Regions from separate parts of the Hordeum vulgare genome. Here all the other regions are linked to region 2. The links are chromatin contacts, called in public Hi-C maps. All regions are on one chromosome and are shown on one strand. The core of a region is the stretch at or near the end of the contact, and the rest is flanking DNA. Distances in the headings are between cores, read along the strand shown. Region 1 holds the start of LOC123449612 (UDP-glycosyltransferase TURAN). Region 2 holds the start of LOC123449619 (protein WHAT'S THIS FACTOR 1 homolog, chloroplastic). Region 3 holds the start of LOC123449615 (protein TIFY 11c-like).

The links. A called contact is a pair of places that touch in the nucleus more often than the background predicts.
Region 1: a Hi-C map of seedling shows a contact between it and region 2, with 2.6 times the contacts expected there. The contact joins the promoter of LOC123449612 here to the promoter of LOC123449619 in region 2. A contact is called at or near these places in 2 of 6 Hi-C or Micro-C datasets (leaf and seedling) and 1 of 1 datasets of contacts at active chromatin or transcription factors (embryo).
Region 3: a Hi-C map of leaf shows a contact between it and region 2, with 2.0 times the contacts expected there. The contact joins the promoter of LOC123449615 here to the promoter of LOC123449619 in region 2. A contact is called at or near these places in 2 of 6 Hi-C or Micro-C datasets (both in leaf).

The regions. Positions count from the first base shown.
Region 1 is chr4H:569,491,567-569,494,734 of MorexV3_pseudomolecules_assembly, reverse strand. It overlaps LOC123449612 (UDP-glycosyltransferase TURAN), which reads left to right and starts at 1,675. Exons shown (of 17, transcript XM_045126895.1): 1 at 1,675-1,918; 2 at 2,594-2,751; 3 at 3,004-3,037. The coding sequence starts at 2,641. It overlaps LOC123449614 (a long non-coding RNA gene), which reads right to left and starts at 1,509. Exons shown (of 2, transcript XR_006632029.1): 1 at 1,380-1,509.
Region 2 is chr4H:569,704,917-569,708,076 of MorexV3_pseudomolecules_assembly, reverse strand. It overlaps LOC123449619 (protein WHAT'S THIS FACTOR 1 homolog, chloroplastic), which reads right to left and starts at 1,488. Exons shown (of 1, transcript XM_045126900.1): 1 at 1-1,488. The coding sequence starts at 688.
Region 3 is chr4H:569,525,867-569,528,879 of MorexV3_pseudomolecules_assembly, reverse strand. LOC123449615 (protein TIFY 11c-like) reads right to left here and starts at 1,563. Exons shown (of 3, transcript XM_045126897.1): 1 at 1,011-1,563; 2 at 689-876; 3 at 148-590. The coding sequence starts at 1,246. The coding sequence ends at 391.

The DNA.
Region 1 (3,168 bases), core at 426-2,925, 210 kb after region 2:
GCAGAACTGGTATCTGCTCCAAGAATCCAGAATTTCATGAGGCTATTTTAAGATTTTGAGGGGCATCCTTCCTCCAGTGCATGAGGTTATTCTATTTACACCAAGTGTGAAACTGTAACAGAGAGGCCATAAGATGATAAACATCTATAGATGTAAAAGAAGTAAATAGTTTAACTGCCATGCATCTAGCATGCATATGTGCTTAACACGATGACTGATATTATACCACATATAAAGTTACACTACTAACATGATCCTACTCACGATAGTTACTTCAGAAATGAAAAATCTGGACAGGATGACATAATCAAATGGATAACGTACTGGAAAACAACACCTCTGGTTGGTACTATAACAAGCAGTTGAAACCATATTATTGTGCAGCAAGTGTATCCATTGGTACCCACTGCCGCAATAACTACACTTTTGTTGCATATTCTGCATATTGAAGTCCTTTGTTTACCATCTTGGATATAGAACACATTTTAATTGTTGAAAAACCAATTTTCTAGCTTAGTTATCTGTTCTGTAATTGTGGCAGTTAACAAAACAAAATAAATTTAGGGCATGTAGAACAGGGACATTCGGAGCAGCTCAATTTTATGATCATTCACAGCAAATAATTTGTGAGACAATAGTGAACCCTTTCTGTTGTTTTGAGGCGTGACAAGACTGTTGAAATGTATAGTCCGTATATGAAAGTGAATAGCATATACTGTAGAAATGTACTCCAGTTCTTGCTCCACAATCTGGCATATCATATGTCGATCGCTTGAATCAGTTCAATAATGGCAGCAATTTTATCATGTTTGAGGCTTCTTCCATTCTAAGTTCTTATCTGCAGCCGCTAAATGTATCACACACAGAAATCAGAATGTCGGTCCCAGATGACAAACTTGAGAACTGGGATGATAAGCTTCTGTTATGTTTCAAACCATCCATGGTCAAATTCTCCAATCACGTTAGAATAAATAATTGCTCAAGAAGTAAGCAATATTCAAGAACACTGACTCAATTAGACATCAAGAAGAGAAACACGCCACATGATACACTTTGCTGCTTTTATCAGCCACCGGAGTGTTCTCTATGATGGTTATCCTTCGCACTGCAAGATTCATCACCATTGTCCTCTGTGTCCTTGTCCTCCCCTCTAATCATATGCAGAACACATTTCACAATGTTTCCCACAGCAAGCTCTGCAACGAATTTCCCACATAGTTTAAAACTACTTGTAAGCTAAGGCATAGCCGGAGAATGTCGAATCCCCACCCAGAAATATTCGGGAATTTAAGTTTTGGGGATGGATTAGAGTTGCCCTAAGCGCGCAGCGCATATAGTACAGAAAATAGCTTAACAACGCTAGGGTTGTGCGGGCTCACCGACAAGGTTGGTGTAGATGGGCTGCTTGCCGCGAGCCGCCGCCGACCCGCCGTCGCGATGCATCGGGCGGAGCAGCCCGGCCTTCAGCCGCCGCCGTCTCCCGCAGAGGAAACCCAAGGTTGCGGCCGGCCGTGATGGAATGTTTCAGGGAAGGCCCCGACGTGGGTAGTTATCGCAATTGGACCCGTCAATGACCCTGACAGGCGGGGCCACCAGTTCAGGACTTCAGCCGTTTTGGATCCGAACAGAAGAGTATAGCAGCGCTCCTCCGTCCCCATCGCCGCCGGTCGCTGCCAGTCCGCCCCCTAACCTGAGATTTTGGGCCGGCCCCAATACTACCGCCGGCCACTCGTCGTCTCCACGGCTGGAGCACGCAACGGGGCCAGCGGAAGGAATCCACCGCCGCAGCGCCGCTCGTTATACCACATCAGGGAGGCGCCCGCCAGGCACATCACTGCGGTCCGCGGCAGCCCAGGAGCAGTCCTGCCCGACGACGGTCGGCATCGGCAGCCGCTAGCCTGCCAGCAGCGCGACGGAGGTAGGTTGTCAGTCCCCACTCGAGCACTCCCCGATTTTTATTGATAGAAATCAGGCACTGGATCTGGACAGAATGAAGATTAGCGAATAAAACCGTGATTGGATTGTCGTGTTTCCTCCAAATACACCTGTAAAAATTACAGACCTCGGCTCGTCGTTTCGTTTCCGGACGGATTTTGCTGAGCAGCCGGTAAGATACAAGTGTAAAGTAAACACCCACGTATTTAATTACAACCATTCCAAGCGCGGCCTTGGGTTAATTGTGTCATAGTGTGAGTCTGACATGTCGATTTATGACAGATTGATTCATTAGGGGTTAGGGCAAGGGGCTAGGATTTCTGTGCCCACCGTGACATTGTACAACTAGGATGCTTAATGTTTAACTGATTTATTGATAGAATGTGAAAAGATATTGTATAATTGTAATGAAGAGGACCGGAGATGTTGCCTTTTTTCTCTTGAAAGCATGAAGCAAAGAAGAAGGCTTAGTTGTTGAACATATGTAGGCTTTTCTTATGTAAAGCTCAGGATTAATCGTGAATTTTAATATGTTTATAATACCATACTGGTCTATTTCTGTTGTGCTTTTGTTAAATTAATTCCATGCTAATATGTTGGCATGCCATATTTGTGGTAAAAAAATCTTAAGGTGGACCACCGTGTTTTCAAATCCTAGATCCAACACCGCGTCCCCCTCCCTCGCTCCCTCTGCACGAAGGGTCGATGGTGATGGCGGAGGAGGCAGGAAGGAGGAAGCGCGCAGCGGTGGTTGTGTTGGGCGACATCGGCCGCAGCCCGCGCATGCAATACCACTCCCTCTCCCTCGCCAACCAGGTACTCATCCATCGAATCCGTAATTGCTCGTCTGTTTTGGTTGGATTGGACTAGATGACTGTGCGGTGACGCTACAGTGTGTCAATTGACTATGAACATTTACCAGGCATACTGTGTGTGTATTGTTTTTCAACTAGTGGAAGAGATTTTTGAGAGCATTGAGCGAAACATTCTAGTGTGCCAGCATAGTTTTTTTTTTTTGGTGTGTTTTATTGTATCTTAGACTTAGTTGTTCGCTATTCTTCTTGACAGGCCGGCATGGAAGTGGACATTGTTGCAAACGGAGGTATTCTGTTCTTCACAATTTCGTTTTGCTGCGAATTCTACTGCCAAACTGTTGAACGAAGCCATCTGTTTCCTAAATGCATGTTAAGGAGCGTCATACAAGCCGGAGTTTCATCAGCTTTCAGTGTTATT
Region 2 (3,160 bases), core at 239-2,738:
CGGTGTTACCGGCCAATGCTGCCATATTCTTCTCATGCTCAGTGACCGCCCAGTTTGTGTTCCAGGAAACAAGTTGCAAGTAGTCGCCATCCTCCAGTGTGATCAACCTAAACAGCTCAGGGAACATGTGCACCCACCGTGTCCGAAAATCATGAGGAAGCCCCATGTCACGCCGGAAATGTGCGATCTTGTCAACAGGCAGGCGCCGTTGCACCGACATCATGAGCAGCCTCGTCACGTACTCTGCAGCAGTGGGGGAGTGCTCCTCCAGCAGGCGTGCCTCCTCCTCGACGAGCGCCTCAGCCTGCGGCGAGAGGCCGGCCCACATGACGCCGCGGCTGTCGCGGCAGACCTCGAAGAGCTGCGGCGAGCTGTGCACGAAGTGGGCGACCTTGTGCGGCTTGGCGAGCCCGAGCTGCGGGCGCAGGATCTCGAGGCGCTTGAGAGGGGTGACGTGCTCCTCCTCCACCTTGAGCGCGTCCACCACGGCGAGCACCTTGGAGACCACCTTGCAGCGCTCGATCACCACCTCGAGGTCGTTCACGCGCTTCTTCTTGCTCCGCTCGTTCACGCTCCGGCCGCGCGTCATGGAGCGCGCGGGAGATAGCTGGGAGGGGCAGCGCGGCTGGACCTGGCCAAGGCGCCGGAGCAGCTCGGCCAGGCAATTGCGCGAACACATGGCGCGCATGGCGTGCGGTGCCGCCGGAAACGACTCGGAGGGGAGTAACGCGAAGGTATGGGCTCACCCGGAGGATGATCAAATCGAGATCCCAAGCTAATGCGCTGCTGATCGGCGGCGAGGGGGGGGCAGGTGGCCGAGGAGGCTGGAGGGGCCAGAGAGGAACGGAGAGCGCCGCGGAGAGGAATGTCTTGAGTTTCCAGTCCGGACGAGAGAATGGCGGGGCAAGATAAAGGCCCAAAGAGAACCAAATCGGCCCGTATAGAACTCAGCTGGGCTGACCCAATAAACACTTATTCCCCGGCCCAGTACCAAAACATCCCATCGCTTAGCCGCCGCGTGCCGGTGAACTGTACCAGGACCCCCGCCGTGTGCTTTCCCCGTCGCATAGCCGCCGCGTGCCGCCACTCACTGGCACTGCCGACAATTTCCCCGTCGCATAGCCGCCGCGTGCCGCCACTCACTGGCACTGCCGACAATTTCCCCGTCGCATAGCCGCCGTGGTGCTGGTGCGCCCGCCACCCGATGCCCCATGGCGTATCCGGCGCGGCCATATAAGCCGGCGCAACCGGGGCCAGTTCACTCACAGCTCTCTTCTTCGTCCTCTGCACTCCCACTCCCACTCCTGCACATCTCAGGCGACGCGAGCGGCCATGGAGGACAGCGGCGCGAGGGCGGCGGCGGTGCAGAAGCTGATGGAGGCCAAGGCCAAGTCCGGGAAGAGCTTCTCCGACATCGGGGCCGAGACGGGGCTCACCAACGTGTACGTCGCGCAGCTCAAGCCCGACACGGCGGGGGTCACACCGAACAGGTTTGTAATTTCTTCAGGTGTTCTCATCATATTCTTTGTTCCTGATAACCCATTTTGCATTCATGCGTATACTGAATGAAGTGCTATTGCGAAGCCAAGATTCAACCAAATCTCAGGGACATTGTAGTACAGAGAGAAGCTAAGTTAGAACACCCTGAGCCCATCTTGAAATTGCTACAATTTACAAATTTACCAAAGATAATTGTCCATAGAGGAATCATCAATCATGTGCTCAGGGCTGCCTATCTCAGAATGATTATTTAATTGCTTCAAGTGCTAGTTCCTACAATTTGTCACATTGTATGACTATCAGCGAATCTTAGTTACAGATAACTGCTGAATGTTACAAATCAAATTCAAATAATTGTCCTATATTTAGCCCATAAGGTTACAATGCTCCTGGCTCCCAATTTGTCAGACCGTTCTAACCGTTTTATTCCTTTTTCTTTTCACATCTGCAGAAAGCCGCCAATATGATGTCGAAGTTGGCCTGTAAGGCACCTTGAGTCAATGAGATGGCTGGTGCTGGGAGAAGGGGGATATGTAGCTTCACTAATGTCTGCTTATACTTCAGACAGAAAAAAAAATTGAGCGACCCTTTTCTAGTCTGAATGGTCGATCAAATAAAAAGTGGTAATATGGTAATGTAATGTCTGCTTGTACTTTGGACCTGGAACAGCATTCAACATACTTTTCCTCGTCTGAATGATCAACAAAATAAAGTGGCAATATAGTTTTTAATCCCTGCTTGTACTTCAGACTTGGAGAATAATTCAGGATGGTTTTATAGTCTGGATTGTCGATAAGATAAACCAACTTGTATTCATGTGCGCATGAGTGGTTTCTGAAGCAAATCTACGGCTTGGTGCCAACCATTACCTACAGTGACGGACCTAGAAATTAAGGTTTGTCCGGATGGTGGATGATGACGAAGCTTCATTGTGTTGTGCGAAGGTCGCTAGGCACGGGAAATACCCTGAACCGTCGTCGGAGAGCCGGGGCGGCCGTCCCAGCTTGCCCCAATGGTGGATCCGCCAGTGATTACTTATATTGCATTTTATCCACAGATGTGTCGATGTAGCAAATTGTGTTGGAAAGGCGGAGTGAATATATAACAATTCTTTGAACGGATCATAATGCGTAAGTAGCTACTCCCTCCATCCCATATTGTAAGATGTTTTTTGACACTAGTGGAGTGTTAAAAAGCGTCTTACATTTCGGGACGGGGGAGTAGAAGCTAAAGAATAGGGAGAAATTTAAGATGGTCCGAAGAGGTATATAAATATGGTAACTACAATAAAATAATTAAGAAACATTCTTGACAAATTTAGTGATCTCTCTTTCGAAGAAAAGATTTTCCACCATCAAACTGATGGAAACTTTCTTCTTTGTTGTGAAAAAGAAAATACAAACTATTTTCCGAATAAATGGGCCACATGGCTCCCATTTTCACTATGAAAATAGAGTCTGGGATACATCAGGCAGCAAAACATTTACTATTACTCTTAATATGGAGAATGCATCACCGCATCCAAAGACCAGCGATCTACATCCTAGACATATAACCACATCTAAAGGATGCTAAACAACTGGCAACATGGACGAGAAACACAATTAACATCTACTCTCTCCGTTCCTAAATATAAGACCTTTTAAAGATTACACTATGG
Region 3 (3,013 bases), core at 314-2,813, 180 kb after region 2:
TTTTCACATATGACAGAACACACTAACACATAATTAAAAATAACCAGTAAAAATAACATATTGCTGGCCATCACTACACTTAATCCAGCTTACAAAACTAAGATGCGTAATTAGTAAACTTGCATATACAGTAACAAATCCATCCCATCAGCATGAAAGAATTCTTTTATTCGACACCAAAGAATTCTCAGACACATGAAGAACATACCCCACTACTTAGCCGAGGGTATATATTTACCCAGGGGCACGCGGTTAATTAGCGGGCGTAAGATAAAAACGGCAACAATTAAGGATCCACGTAGCAGAGTACTACTACTACTACAGTATACGCTACTACGTGGAGAAGCAGCAAGGCAGCGATTTATTCCTCTCCGGGGCTCGTCAAATCCTTCAGTTCAGCTGGAGCGCGGAGTTGACGCCGAGCCACGGCGCGCCGCCGTCTTCCGGCGCACGCTTGCCGCCGGCCGTCTCCTTGGCCGCCGCAGCCCCTGGCGCCGCCAACGGCGCAGGGTACGGATCGACCGTGGCGAGCCTGCTCTTCCTCTTCTCGAGGAACCTGTGGAGCGACGCCTTCCTCGCGATCGGCAGGTCTGGACAAGCGCGCGCACGCCGCAAAGCCTTCGTCAGCGGAGCACGGACAGTATGGATTTTGATTTGTAATATAATACGAGCGTAGCGCGATCCTTACCTGCCAACCAAGGCTGCCCCGGCGCGCTCTGGCAGACGGGCTCGGCGGCGGCGTCGGAGGCGGGCGGCGGCGCGATGAAGGAGCCGGCGAGCTGCATGAGCTCCCCGGCCTTCTCGGCGGGGAAGTCGTCGAACACCACCGTCCTCCCGCCGTAGAAGATGGTCAGCGGCGCTCTCTCAGGCCCCGTCCTAATCAAAAACAGCACAAGCATCAAACAGGAGCGAGTATTTTCGAAGAGCTCACGACGTGCTCCGGTCTCCCGGCATGAGCAAGACTGGCCGGCACGATCGAAGCTCTAGTTCGCGCGCGCGCGCGCACGTACCTGTCGTGGGAGGCCCTGACCATGCCGGCGTGCTGGGGGAAGAGCTCCATGGTCCGGATCCTCTCCTCCGACGCCACCGCCTGAACACCATCCCCGCCGCCCGGCATGAGGCCCATGGTGACCACGCCGCCGGGCTGCTCCTTGATGTACTGCCGGAGCAGCCCAAACGCCGCGGCCAACCTGCTGCCGCCAGCGGCCTTGGCCGCCTGCTGCTGCTGCTGCTGCTCCGCTCCCATGTCGAAGTCGAACGATCTGGCGCGGAAGGAACCGACGAGGCCCGTGCCCGCCGAGGTACGTATGTGTGCGTCCGTCCGGCGGGGGGTTAAGTCTCGGCCGCCTCTCTCTCTTTTCGCGGGCGCGTACAGCTGGACCAGTAAAGAATAGGCCTAATTCCTGTTTCGCGGGCAGGAAAGGAAAGGAAAGGAAAGCGGCACGTGAAAGGCAGGCGCCGGGCGACGGTCGACCGGAGACGGGGTGCGACTAGTGATAGTCCGCCTCCCTCCCTCCCTCCCGGCACCGCACGTCTCGCCCAATTTCGCCGTGGGGTTTCCTTCGGTCGGCGTGTGCGTGTGTATTTGTGGGGGTGTTGTGCATGTGCGCGGCCTGGTGCCGGTGGTGGCGTCGAGCGTGCAAAGGGGAATGTGGGGGACGATGGTGGCGCATGCGGTGCGCGCGGTTCGTGGGATGATGGTGGGGTCCCGTACTCCCCTGGAATAGGGCCGTTTTTTTAAACACGGTATAGACGTACACACTTATACATCACATACATTTATCTTTATAAACATATATACACGTATTTCTTATTCTATGAACATGATCGACACATCAACTAGATAGCGATGAAGCCGTCAAAAGGTCCGGAATAAATAAATACTAAAATGCAACCATCAATATCAGGTTTAGGACTTGAACCCTTATGTAATAAGCAGCGTTGCTTGACTATGCAAAACTAGCGTGATAAGAAAGTTAAGGGTAAATGAGTGTAAAAGGCAGTTCGTGCTGAAAAGCAATAACCAAAATCCAATTCAAACACATCAACTGAAAAAGTGCTAACTGGCTAGTGCCTCGGAGTCGACAGGACAAGTTAACGAAAGTGAGCACATGCTCGCAACAAAAGCTTAGGATGACTAAGTAGGCAGTTTAATGAACACGATCACAACATATAAAGAGCCAATGTCATGCATGGGACGTGCAAAGGTGGCAGGGAACGGCACACCAAGCCATTCTCTGCTGTACAACTCCCACCTACGGCGAAGAAAGTGTGAAAGCACGCAGAAAGATGCGGGCCGGGGCACCGCATCGGTCGGCCCAAATTGCATGGGAACGAACGAACGAACGGCCTCGATCATCATGGAGAAGACACCAATATTTTCTCTTGCGAGTAGGGGCACGATTTAACGTACTTACTCGGCCGTCTATCCCACCCACGACGTCGACCGCAGCGCCGCCCGCCGGAGACGCTGCCTGCCACCTACATCGATCGATCATCCCGTGATACGAACGGAGCGAGAAGCTTCGTTCATCCATCCATCGATCCACTGACGCTAGCTAGCATCTTGTCGTTGACGCGTGCAAGTCGTCGCGGTGGCAGATACAGTAGAATATAGAGAAGGCGCCACGCCGAATGCGCAAGGAATCGATGGAGTGCGTGCACGACGTACGTCCTACGTACACCGGACGATATAGTACTAGGATATACAATGGTCCCAACGGCCTGGTGCAAAGCATGCGTGGATAGACAATGGGATCGGTTTGGCCGCATCGTACTAGCCTCTCTGTCCTACGTCGCGTCGATGAGCTTGCCACCATTATGTTAACACATCGACTAATCATGCACGCACAGGATCAGTTAGATTAGATTAGCTAAAGCTCCCGTGGAGTGGTTGCCTCCGCTGTGTCCTTGGCCGCGTGATCACCAGTCACCTGTATTTTCTAGTAAGTTTCTTCACCGAAAGCTGGCTAGCTAAGCTAGCCAGCCAAAGGGAACCGCGTCCAACTCGGCC